2 separate regions of the Mus musculus genome follow, and region 2 is linked to region 1. Evidence: chromatin contacts called from public HiChIP or PLAC-seq data. All regions are on one chromosome and are shown on one strand. The core of a region is the stretch at or near the end of the contact, and the rest is flanking DNA. Distances in the headings are between cores, read along the strand shown. Region 1 holds the start of Dlx4os (distal-less homeobox 4, opposite strand). Region 2 overlaps Gm11515 (a long non-coding RNA gene).

Region 1 (6,383 bases), core at 1,279-3,778:
AGCAATACGGGTTGTTATATTGTCATCGCTGGGCTGTAGGCTGTAGCAAAAGGTCTGGTGTCCCCCACAGGCCCCCAACTCCCACTATTATAGGAAGCGGCTTCAGGTTGGCGTCAAGATTGAGGGCATGGGTTTCCATTCTTGAAACCGGGGCCCCGACCTGGACCACTTTATGGGATACTGAGACTGTGCAAGGGGATGAGAAATGGGAAGAGGCAAAATGCCTGCCCGGGATGACAAAATGTTGGGGTGACAGCTGCCTCTTTCCGTGCAGGTCTACTATGAGGACCCCAGAATAGAGCGGGTGAGATGTCCCTGCCTGTATCCTGGCAGCAGTAGCAGCTTCTGTCCTTCAGCTCCCCATCCATTCTTAGCTGGGTTCACCCAACAGATGTTAGGGTCTCTGCTCGTGGGCCGCAGTCACCACTGCCTTCACCTCCCCCACATCCCTCACCGGTGGCCTTGGGGGCTGTGGTCCTCAAATCCTGTCCCCTGGATTCCAACCTCAGCCAATTCCCAGAAAAACCATTGGGTTTCCGCTCCCGCTCCCGCTCCCGCCCGCGCTCCCGCCCGCGCCTGTCTTGTCTCTCCTACTCCGACTTCTACTGCTCACCCGGGGCCGGCAGCCAAGCGACAACCCATGCCTTCTTGGCTGCCTGGACCGCGCAGTTCGGGTAATAGCGAGCAGAGCGCGAAGGAAGACAGCCTGGACTGCTGAACTCGCAGAGCAGATCACCTTCCAGGTGCCTTCCGGAACAGCTGCCTTTTTCCACACTAGTTTTGGCAAGTCACAACTGGATCTACCCCGGTCGGTCGCGATAACGGGTCCCCAGGGCCTCCGTGGAGGCGCGGCAGCCACACCCGCAGCCCCAAAGGGGTGTTGCTGAGGCTCTTTCTGAGCCAAATGCCTCCCTGGGACGGAGGTGCACCCGTAGTATGGGCGTAGGACACCCCAAGCCCTCTCTCGTACTCCAATCATTCATTCAAGAATGGGCGGCGGCCCGCATAATTTCAATAGCGAAATGCTACGGTATATTTTTTTTTTAAAGAATCTGTTTGTGAACATGGAGTCTCTGTTTTGTTTTATTTTATTTTATTTTTTCGTTGTATCCGGGTAAAGTACGTAATAGAAAGAATTCTTCAGTCCATTGTTCTTGGACCAAGCTAGGGAAGGCATATGGAAGACAGGTCCACCTTATTGCCAGACAGGTCTCCCAATAAGGACAGGTTCTTCCTCTCCAGTCCCAAAATGCACACTGTCTGTCCTCATGTGCACACACAGGACGGATAGCAGGTTGCCCGACTTGTCCTCAAACTCAGGACCCCCCTTGCCTTTACTTCCCCAGTGTATATTAGTATATCTAAAAAGAAGAGTCCAAGCGGTTCCTTTGTAGATCTGTATGCAAAACTCTGCCACTCAGACGGACTGTCCCTCCTCCAAGGAGACCCAGCAACCTAGCAGGCCCACCCCCACTCTGCTCCAGAAAGCTGTTAACTTTCTGGGGTCCTGAGAAGTTCCTAAAGTCCCCTTTCCTGGCTCCGTCCATTGAGGAAAGTGAACTTGCCCTGGTCCAGGAGCCTGGAAAAAAAAGTTGTGTCCTGGATCTATCTATATGCATTCCTTCTATCTCAGTTTCTCCAACCATAGAACAAGGAATGTGAGCCTCTATTCTAATGTGGTTTTGGTTGGGGGTGTATGTGTCATGAATTTATGCCAGAATGACCAGGGAAAAGGAGAGAAACATCTTGGTTTGGGGCTGATTATGTGAAGTCACATCACAGACTTGCGCATCTTCGAGGACTATGCCAAGAACAATTGGACCATTTTGATGTTCAAGGAGTCAGTGGGTCTATGGAGAGCATCCTCGTACTGCCAGCCAGGGTCTGTCAGTTGGGCTGTGCATAGGTCGGAGCTAGGAAGGCCAGCTGCTCCCCTGTCTTCACCGAAGCCTTCCAGTGGAGCTCAGATTTGCTGCAGGCAACCGAAGCTGGGTCTAATGTATCCCAAAGTTAAAGGTGGAGATGGTAAAGATGTCTTAGGCACAAGGCAGAGGAGGCCAGGGAAAGAGCTGGAGACTGGTAGACCAGCCTGTAAGTTTATTATTTGAGCAACAGTTGGTGGGGGTCTTATACCCAGATCCTGCAGGGTATAGGCACCTCCAGGAAAAGGGGGTGGGGCCCAGGAAAGGAGAAGGAACCCAGCCTAGTTGTCTACCTATCTCCAACTGGAAACTGATTTCTGTTTAGTAGTGTTTGATTTATATACTGGTTTCTGAGACCAGAACTCAAAAGGGATGATGTCGGAACGGAGTGAAGGATGAGGAGAATCACAGGGAAGGGGTTAGATCTCCACCTCTCCATCTGGATTAGGGCAAATTTCCGTTACACAGGTACTCACACAGCTCCACTGCTCCAGGGGGTGGGGTAGGGAGCCCTCCCGCCTGGCTTTTCAAAACTGCAAATCGAAACCAGGTCGAATTTAAAAAGGAGACCTAGATCAACTTGCCTCCGCTCCTCCCCCATCCTTCGCCCTCCCCCTACCGCAGATTCCTGGGTATCGGAGAGAGAAGCGTTTGAATCCCTCTAGTTGCGCGCAAGCAGAAGAACGCGAAATTTATGCAAAGACAACCCAGACCCCAGAGGTGAGGAGAGCCGCCGCGGTCACACTTACCTGCTTCGAGCTCCTGCGGGTGTTCAGCCGGCCTGTGAAAGGGCTGAGATGGCGCCACCAATTGTTGCTGGCGGGGCAGGTAGGAGTCTCCTGGGGTTGCCGGCCCAGGGTGGGAATAGGACCGGGGGTGGCCGTAGGACTGGGAGTAGGACAAATCGGGAGAAGCTGCGGTTCCCGGGGATAGTCCGAGCGGGTAAGCAGCCACTACCGACAGGGCGGGGGCGAGGTCCGGGAAGACAACGTTGGAGGCACCACGGTCAGGAAGGGGACAGGGTAAAGAGGTCATTGCGGCCGGTGCCGGGCCACAGGGCCTAGGTCATGGCCCGCACGCTGTCTACTCTTTCTGCCAGCTCCTTTCAAAGTCTCCAGCTCCAGCAAGCCACTCTTACACTTCAGATGCCTGGAAAAATGTCTCTCTGAGCCTCTTCCGGCAGAGAACTCGCACCCGGGAAAGGGTTTTTTGGGGTACCCCGTGGTTTTACCCTTCCCCATCTTTTCCTCTGGGTTCGGTTCCCGGGACCCCAGGGGTCCCCCGCCCACTTAGACACCCCGGATTGGCTATTCCTTGGTGACCTCAAGCTGAGCCCGCCCCCCACCCCTCGTGTTAGCGTGCACCGGGAAACGGGAGGGATGCGAGCTCCGGACCCCACATCCCTGCATCAACTCCGAGTTCCTGGGGAATCGGTAGAGTCAGGAAGTCTCAGTAACGATGTTCAAGGTGCTAGGAAATTGGGCCTGGGATGGCTAGGGGACGAGGGAAGCTGCGCGGTAACTAGAGACGCTTTGGAGACTCAGAACCTGTGTGCGCGTCGCGCGGGTCTGCATGGCCCCACGCTGCCAGGGCTCTGCGAGGGAGTGGAAAAAGCAGCTAGCCAGCGCCGGCCGCTTATTCAGCGCGTCGGAATGCGTAGCTGCAGAGCGATGGCAGTTTGTTGGTAAACAGACGCTGGGGCCTGGAGGGTGCCGCCTGGCGCCCAGCCTGCCCCGCACGCGCGTGGCGCGCACGCCCCCGCCGAGCGCCCAGAGCCTGGCACGCCGCGACCGCCGCCACTGCGCCTCACCACCCCCAATGCAAGCTTCCGCTTCCGGCAGGGGCCCCGGTTTAGTTGCGACACCACAGCTCCTGCAGGCCCTTGAGGCTGCTGGAGGGAATCTGCTGTCTGGGATTCGCCTGTACCGAGCCCCGCCTTTTCTGGCACTCTGCAAAATGTAGCCTCCCAGGAACTGGGGCAAAATCTGGGAGTGGGGATGAATCTAGTTTGATGGCTCCTGGGAGGGCACAGAAAATATGGCTAACTCCATTGTACTTCCAGACTGTGTTCGGGACCTGTCTCTTAGCAGGACAGGAGGCCTTAATGAACACCATGTATGCAAGCATCTGTTGCCACGTGCACAAAAATACATAGAGTCTTCATCCAACATATATTGTTACATACCAATATCCCTCTACGAAAAGAGGCTCATTTATGGACCGGCAAACACAGACTTTAAGGTGTGGTGTATATACAGCTGCATCCCCAACCATGGGCAACTCTTTGAATAAAAGCACAGGATTGAGGTGGATGAGATGGCTCAGCAGACAAGAGATGAAGAGCAATTAGGTTGCCACCAAGCCTGACCATCTGAGTTGGAGTCCCCAGGACCATATAATGGAAGAAAAAACAAACTCCCAAGAGCTAGTCTCTTGAGCTCCATATGTGGGCTCTGTTATGCATGGATCTTCACACATACGCATAACCCAAACATAAATAAATGTAATATTTTTATTTAAAACACATTGTGCTTACCTGGCACATATGCTTGTATATTACAAGTCAAATCACTAATTTTCCTTCTCAGAAATAAGGCTGTCCAAACGTGAACATATATGCTCATGTGTGGGCTACCCTTTCCCACACATCTAAGCTGCTTTGCAAAATGAGAGAGACAATTCTTTTGGTTTGGTTTGATTTTCTAAGACAGGATTTCTCTGTGTAGTGCTGGCTGTCCAGAACTCATTCTGTAGACCAGGCTGGCCTGGAACTCAGAGATCTGCCTCCTGCCTCCTGCCTCCTGCCTCCTGCCTCCTGCCTCCTGCCTCCTGCCTCCTGCCTCCTGCCTCCTGCCTCCTGCCTCCTGCCTCCTGCCTCCTGCCTCCTGCCTCCTGCCTCCTGCCTCCTGCCTCCTGCCTCCTGCCTCCCTCGCTGGGATTAAAGACAAAGGCAAACACCATCACTACCCAGCGTTATCTCCTATTCCAGAAGTCCTCACAGATTCCCTAGAAAACCTACACACTCGATCCCTCTGTTACACATGCCATCTTTATGCTTGCACACACGCGCGCGCGCACACACACACACCAGGGCTCAGAGTAAAAGTGGCAATCTTGGGGTGTTAGGTAGATGAAAGAGGACAGACAGCTATTAGAAGAAATGGCAAGGAGTGGATGAAGGCCCTGGTCTCAGAGCAGATGTAGGCCTTCTAAAATAGACAAAGTCTGGGGCTGGAGAGATAGCTCCATGGTTAAGAACACTGACTGCTTCTTCCTGTTCAATTCCCAGCGCCCACATGGAGGTTCACAACCATATGCCATTCCAGTTCCAGAAGATCTGAGAACCTCTTCTGGCCTCTCTGATCACCAGGCAGATGCATAGTACCCAGACAGAACACCCATACACATAAAAAAATAAGTAAACAGAAAGAGACATTTCTAGGCACTGTATATCAGGACTGTTGAAACTCACAGACAGGAGAAAACTAATTTGCTTTTACACCCCCCTCTCCAATTGCACAGAAATTAATTTCTCCAGGAAAATACCTGCTGGCCACTGCCATAGAGGTCTCTACCCCGTGATCCTGGAGCTCAGATTAGGGGGCTCTGTAGGAGATCCTCTTTGTCTGGTTGGCTGGGGGAAGGTGTGAGTTTGTTTGGTAGGGAAATGTTCTTTTGATGTGAGACCACCTTTCCCTGGGTTTCAGTATGCCTTCCTCCTTAGAGCTGGGGCGATGAGCAGCTGAAGATGTTGCTTTCCAAGTCTTTCTGTCTCTAGCACTGTTCTGCTCTTTCAATCTTTCAAGACAGGGTCTCTCTGTTTAGCCCTGGCTACCCTGGAACTAGACCAGGCTGACCTGGAACTGAACTCAGAGATCCACCTATCTCTGCCTCCCGGGTGCAGGGATGAAAGGCGCACGTGCCACCACAGCCTGGCTGTGCTGTTCTTTAGAAGGGAGTCTGCTGTGGTGTTTCCAGGGATGGCTTCTCTCTCACGCTGTAAGATTCAAAGCAAGAAGATGTGCTTTGAGGCAGGGCTGGCTGTGAGGGCAGATTTGCTTTCTAGCGTGAATGGAGAGGATGATGGGAGACACTTCCGGGGGGGGGGGGGGCAGGTAACCAGAATCCTTTCAGTGCTGGGCCCCTGCTGGAGGAAGGGCAGAGGTGAGTGTCCTGGTAGACTCTTTGGATCACATCCAAAGCAGGGTCCCTGGTGAAGGCCTCCTCTGAGCTTCCCTGTGTGCTCAGGAGCATCCTGAAAGAAAGTTGGACCTGTCCTTCTGCGGTAACCCTGCAGAATTCATACGCTCCGGCGCATCCTCACAAGAACCCTGCTGTGAACGGTAGTTACCGTTTGTCTCCCTCCAACATCACCAGCCTCACTGCACCGTCAGCATGAGGTATGAGGAACCCAAGCACTTGCTGGCACACCTAGGCATCCTCTTAGGCATCCCCCACCCC
Region 2 (6,383 bases), core at 2,040-4,539, 86 kb after region 1:
CTCAGCCTGAATGTGTATTTCTTTTAAAACAAACAAACAAAATAACACCCCTCCTCCCCCAAAACAGAAATCAGACAGTGGTGGCATGCACACACCTTCAATCTCAGCACTAGAAGCAATAGAGTTCACCAGCTTGGTTGGTCTACAGAGCAAGTTCCAAGACAGCCAGAACTACACGGAGAAACTTTGTCTTGAAAAACAAAAGACAAAACAAAACAAATTTATTCTATGTGTATGAATGTTTTGCCTACATGTATATATGTGTATCATGTGCATATATGTGTGTATCATGGTGCCCACAGAAGCCCAAAGAAAGTGTTAGACTCCCCCCCCCCTGAACTGGAGTTAGACATGGATATGACCAGGCCATGTGAGTGCTGGTAACTGAAGCCAGTCTTCAGCATAAGCAGGTGTTGTTAACCACTGAGCCGTCTCCGGCCGCTTTGAGTGTATTTCTAATAGTGATTTTCCTCAGGATGCCTTATCATAGACTGTGCGACAGGCCCCCTGACTGCCCCAGGAACACCACACAATGCAGCATGCTTCCAGTGTGGCTTTGCTTCAGGATGGGGACAGTGTTCTGGGGGCAAAGACCAGGAGCAAAACTGCAGCATCCTGGAGGAAACAGTTGGGTATTTATGGGAATGTACCCCGTTATGGGTACTAGCTGAGCAGCCACAGCCCTACTGGGCTGGGTAAACCCCAAAGGGTTAATGCTGACCCCCGATGACCTTTAATTCTGAGCTACCTGCTGAGTGTAGAGACAGGCACATACAAGTGATATCCACAGTTTTCAAACCTCATGCTGGGCAGGTGGTGGAGCCAGCTGGTGACAAAGGCCACTAAGGAAGAAGGGACAGCTGGGTTTTTTTTTTTTTCCCAAGTTCTGCCTGCCCCTCCCCCTCAGACATTTGCAGAAGCCACTGTCCCCTAATACCTGAGAGTAAGCTTTGGATGACTCTGAGAAGTGCTTCAAAATGTCCTGCCCGAGCTCAGAGGCCTTGTCTTTCTCAAACGCTGGGACCTGGGAGGCAGGAAGTGGCCCTGGTTCCACCACCCCTAGCTTTCAGAAAAGAAGCCCCGTGTTGATTATCCCGAGTTTCCTGGGTTCTTTCCAGAACATTCTCCCCTTTCTGCAAGAATTGTCCTCCAAGGAGAGGAATGATCACTTAATCCAAGCACATACAATACCAAGGCGTAGCAGTAAAGGATCTCCCTCAGGGCACAGCCAGCTGTCATTCAAAGGTGGGGACCCAGATCTGGGGGATCTGGGTTTGGGTCGGACCAGAGAAAGAACTTTCTAACCTTCCCGTCCTAGGGTTGGAGAGAAGACAGAGTGCCTCATCGGGAGGAAGCAAGGGATCAGATGTACACCCGCTGGCCCGGCTACACCATGCCAGCGAGGCAGAGCATGCAACATGGCGGTGTGAGACTCCAGGGGACTCTGTGGGAGGAAGCAAGGGATCAGATGTACACCCGCTGGCCGGGCTATACCATGCCAGCGAGGCAGAGCATGCAACATGGCGGTGTGAGACTCCAGGGGACTCTGTGGGAGGAAGCAAGGGATCAGATGTACACCCGCTGGCCCGGCTACACCATGCCAGCGAGGCAGAGCATGCAACATGGCGGTGTGAGACTCCAGGGGACTCTGTGTCCCAGTGGTACCTACGAGGGTAGAACATTAGTGTCCAGGATGCTTGCTGATGAGAGAGGCCAATGTGGACAGAGTACAGCCACACAACAGCAGGCTCGCAGTGGCCCCGTGTGAGAACTGGCTTTGTGCGTACAGACCCAGCTCAGGACTTAGGAGCTATCTGCTAAGATGAATAGGTTTGTCACACACACACACACACACACACACACACACACACACACTCTCTCTCTCTCTCTCTTTCTGCATACACACCTGCATTAGATCCCATTATAGATGGTTGGTTGGGACCATATGGTTGCTGGGAATTGAACTCAGAACCTCTGGAAGGCCAGCCAGTGTTCTTAGCTGAGCCATCTCTCCAGCCCTCAGTAAGTGCTTTTAACCACTGAGCCATCTTTCCAGCCCTTTAAATAAATACTGATTAAAAAAACATTTTATCTAAACTGGGTGGTGTTGGCTGAAATCTTTAATCCCAGCACTTGGGAGGCAGAGGCAGGCAGATCTCTGTGAGTTGCAGGACAGCCTGGTTTACAAAGTGAGTTCCAGGACAGCCAGGGCTACACAGAGAAACCCTGTCTCGAAAAACCAAAACCAAACAAAACCAAGCTTTCTGTGTATGGGTGTTTTGTCCACATGCATCTCTGTGCGCCATGTGAGCATAAGGGCAGTGTCCGTGGAGGGCAGGTTGAGTAAATGACCCTGTTGTTTGCTGCCCATAGTCCCAGATTCAGGGTCCCTGCTCTCTTCCTGTCCCTGGGGATTCTTCGCAGACCCTTTCCTGGGGCTGCGTTGAGTCCCCTGAGACTGGCATTATAGAAGGTGTGAGCCTCCATGTGGCTGCTGGAACTGAGCAGACATTAACTGGGAAAGCAGCCAGTGCTCCAACCACTGAACCATCTCTCCAGCCCCATTTAAAATTGTTGAAGCTGGGCTGGCGAGATGGCTCAGTGGATAAGAGCACTGACTGCTCTTCTGAAAGTCCTGAGTTCAAATCCCAGAAACCACATGGTGGCTCACAGTCACCTGTAATGAGATCTAATGCCTTCTTCTGGTGTGTCAGAAGATAGTTACAGTGTACTTATGTGGACCAGAGTGAACAGGGACTGAGCAAGCAGGGTTGACCGGAGTGAGCAGAGGTCCTAAAATTCAATTCCCAACAATCACATGAAGGCTCATGACCATCCGTACAGCTACAGTGTACTCACATACATAAAATAAATAAATCATTAAAAAAATAAAATAAGCTGGGCGTGATGGCGCACACCTTTAATCCCAGCACTCGGGAGGCAGAGGCAAGCAGATTTCTGAGTTCGAAGCCAGCCTGGTCTACACAGTGAGTTCCAGGACAGCCAGAGCTATACAGAGAAACCGTGCCTCAAAAAACCAAAAATAAAATAAAATAAAATTGTTGAGGCTGAATCTGTCTCCCTACCTTGCCCTGACTGTCCTGGCACTCACTCTGAAGCCCAAACAGGTCTTGGATTCATGAGTGTCCCACCCCAGCCCCTGAGTAACTGGGATTGCAGGCCTGAGCCACCAGGCTCAGCCCATAACTTCTTGAATGAAATCATCTCCGTCTTCTCCTCAGGCCCTGGGGAGCTGAACTCAAGGCCTACCACTGAGATACACCCTATGTCCCAAAATATTTTGTTAAAATATACATGTATATAATTTAGGGGTAGATGGGAGGAGCTGAGGCAGGTCAGGGAAGACCTTGCCTGACTCTTAAAGCAACAGGAAGGAAGCAATGACTTCTGGGACATTCTTCTTGTCTCATGGACAGGTGTGTGTGTGTGTGTGTGTGTGTGTGTGCCCGCGCGTGCCCGCCGGGTGTGTAGAGCTGCCTCCCAACCACTTCGGTCTATGGCTGCCAGGCTTTAAGCCTCCTTCTCCCCTTCTTTCATCACTGCCTCAGGAAAGGGTCTGTGCGGGACCTCCCCAGGGACAGAAGAACAGGAACCCTGCATCTGGGACTATGGGTTGCAAACAAATAGGGTCCTTCACCCAACCTGCCCTTAACTGCCTGGATATGCGCAGTTTCTTTTTAGGATTTGTTTTCTAAATGGGATTTCCTTAGACCGCCCTCGGAAGGGAGATCTATTTTTGGGAAAGAGCGGAGCAGGGCCTTGCCCAAGGCTGCATGGCCTCTTTTCCTTCTCCTTGGGACCCCATACAACCAGAGCAGGCATCTGAGACCCCCTTCCTGCCACCCGCCCCCAGCTGACTCAATTCCTAAGATCCTCTCCCTCTTCTGTAGATCTGAGGGAGGCCACTTGGCCTCTCCATGCCTCGGAGAGTCAGCTCACTAACAACAAAAGGATCAAATGAGATGTTTGTGAAAATACTTCGTAGGGGTGGCCGTTTCTCTTTCCCTAAATGCAAGCAGCCGCTGCGGGGTGGCAGCGCGGGAGGACTGGAAAAAGGTCGAAAGAAGGTGAGGATCAGCTGAGGGGGGCGATGGACCAACCGCAGCCATCGAGCGGCACCCAGAGGCCAGAGCGGAAACTGCATGCGGACTGCCAGGGGGCGGGGCGGCCAGGGGGCGGGGCCTGGAGGGCGGAGCCTAGCCCTCACCCGCATCTTCAGGTAAAGATGGCCAGGGCCAGCTAGGACAAGGCAGCCTGCCCCGAGATCCCAGAATTGAGCTAATCCCAGGCTATAAAGGACAGGGATGAAGTTCAGAGCGCCATCCAAAAAATAGAAAGCAAAGGCTGGAGAGTCTATTTGGCCCAGGCCCCTGCCTCCAATCTCCTTCATACAGGATGCATTGTGTCTTCTTGTGTTTGCTTTCTGTGAAAAATCTACCTGGAACAGAGTGTCCAGTCTCACCTCCACCCCGAGGTCACTTCCCCAGGTCGAACCCTCTCTAAGGAGCAACCCCACTGCAGACTGCCTCATATGTCTCTCCCTCTGCTCAGGCTGGGGGGAGGGAAACCACCCGCCTTAGTCACCCCAGATAATCACCTCTGGTCACTCACTGTCTGGCCTCTTCCTCCAAGTCACTCGGAGTATCTCTTAGACATTATCTCACCGTGCAGGCCTGGTGGGTGGGTGGGTGTCAGGGAGGGAGCAAGGGGGAATGCAGAGCCAGCTTTGAGCTGGAAGGGACTAACATATCTACTCGTCCTGCTTCCCAGTGTAAACTAAAAGATGACATCTGATCATAGGTGAGATAGAGGGCAGACAGCTGAAAGAACTTCTTAGGGGATTGTGATCGACTACAACTGGTGCCCACCGAACAGCATTTCTGAGCCAAGCGCTGTGAGGGCCTAACAGGAGGTCCATCCTTAGGAAGACATCATTCTTGTCTTATAGATGAGGAAATCAAGCTCAGTTGCCCAAGATAGGAGAGGGGAGGTGCTGAGATTCAAGCCTAGGGGTTCTAACTCCAGGGGATGCCTTCTAGTGAAGTAGTGGAACACTGAATCTGAGGCAAGAGCATACCTGGGTTGACCTCCTATATGACCCCTAAGGGCTAACTGGGTGACCTTCAGGTGTCTGTTGAAGCTACTGATATAGTCTACTCGAGCCTGACTAAGCCCCTCTCCCATCACCATGGAAGGCTTCCCTGTGAAGCCCTTCCCTGCTCAACCTCTGTTTCCCTGTTTGAGACAGCATCGGATGTAGTTCGAGGTAGCCTTATCCTTGCTATGTAGCCAAGGATACCCTGGAAGTCTTGATCTTCCTGCCTCTACCTCAAGACTGCTGGGAATGTACCACTATGGATACCTTACCCCAGCATCTCTGGTTTGTTTTGTTTTTTTGAGACAGGATTTCTCTGTGTATCCCTGGCTGTCCTGGAACTCACTTTGTAGACCAGGCTGGCCTTGAACTCAGAGATCTGCCTGCCTCTGCCTCCCAAGTGCTGGGATTAAAAGTGTGTGCCATCACTGCCTGGCTCTTCCCAAAATCATCTGTGACCTGAGAATTATGTCCTGTCTCATTCCCTGAACACACTGTCACACGCCACCCAGCAGTCTGACCCTACAAAGCCTGCAGGAAGGAGGGTACTGAAAGCATTCCACGCTGGGATCCGAGCATTTAATAGGGGTCATGAACTGCTGTGACCTGGGAAATTCCTCCTGCTGTCTGACCCAAATCCTTTCTCCAACAGAGTAGCTGGAGTTCTTCATGGAATGAGAGAGGCTGCCACAACCTGTGCCTTTGGTAGAGGTATGAGGGACAGTCCAGAGCTTTCACAGATAGCTTGATGGGACACTGGGTGCCACAGGGCCCTTCTCAGCCAGGATGGGAAAACAGATGTCCCATGTGTATCCTGGTCTGGAACTCAGTCATCATCCAGGGTTGTCCCTCACAACAGCTGTCAACGGGGACATGCCCAGGCTGCCTATCTGATGGGAGCCAGGCTTGCTCAGGTCCCTGGCCCCAAGAAATCCTCACCACCCAGCCCTTCTCCACTGCTGGCTTGCTGGTGTGGTTAGAACAGTACTGTTCAGCAAGTCTTCCAAGGGACCCTTGGGTTGCATGTAGGAGGAAGGCCGAGGAGGACAGTCTGAGCTGAAATGGTGGCAGAGCCTTGGGATCCATACCTCAGCCTTGAGGCAATGACTCTACAGGGTGGAGGGAGGTGCTCCAAGACCTCAGGAACCCAAGAGGTGGGGGTGGGTGGGGTGGGGGAAGATAGCTCTGTCCCAGGAAGAACTACTGGGATGGAGACCTCTTCTTCTCTCCCTCCTCCCATAAACACTGGATCATGGCAATAGAGGCT

Evidence for each region. HiChIP or PLAC-seq counts read pairs in DNA pulled down with a chosen protein or histone mark.
Region 2: a contact with region 1 is called in an H3K4me3 HiChIP or PLAC-seq map of craniofacial prominence, with 4 times the contacts expected there. The contact joins the enhancer-like site here to the promoter of Dlx4os in region 1. A contact is called at or near these places in 15 of 39 promoter capture datasets (the 3T3-L1 cell line, HPC-7-derived erythroid cells, the SN4741 cell line and 8 more), 1 of 15 datasets of contacts at CTCF or cohesin (CD8 T cells), 13 of 484 Hi-C or Micro-C datasets (the 3T3-L1 cell line, 3T3-L1-derived adipocytes, bone marrow-derived macrophages and 8 more), 23 of 115 datasets of contacts at active chromatin or transcription factors (the 230-238 cell line, astrocytes, bone marrow-derived macrophages and 17 more) and 3 of 9 other capture datasets (adipose tissue, liver and pancreatic islet).

The regions. Positions count from the first base shown.
Region 1 is chr11:95,142,525-95,148,907 of GRCm38.p6, forward strand. It overlaps Dlx4os (distal-less homeobox 4, opposite strand), which reads left to right and starts at 2,529. Exons shown (of 3, transcript NR_040279.1): 1 at 2,529-2,750. It overlaps Dlx4 (distal-less homeobox 4), which reads right to left and starts at 3,277. Exons shown (of 3, transcript NM_007867.4): 1 at 2,672-3,277. The coding sequence starts at 2,957.
Region 2 is chr11:95,227,997-95,234,379 of GRCm38.p6, forward strand. All of the region lies in intron 1 of Gm11515 (a long non-coding RNA gene), which reads right to left. Among named protein-coding and RNA genes, the nearest start is that of Gm11515, 29 kb to the right of the region's middle. Within about 2 kb of position 3,290, at least 17 of the 459 cell types and tissues checked have an H3K27ac peak or open chromatin away from gene starts, as enhancers often do.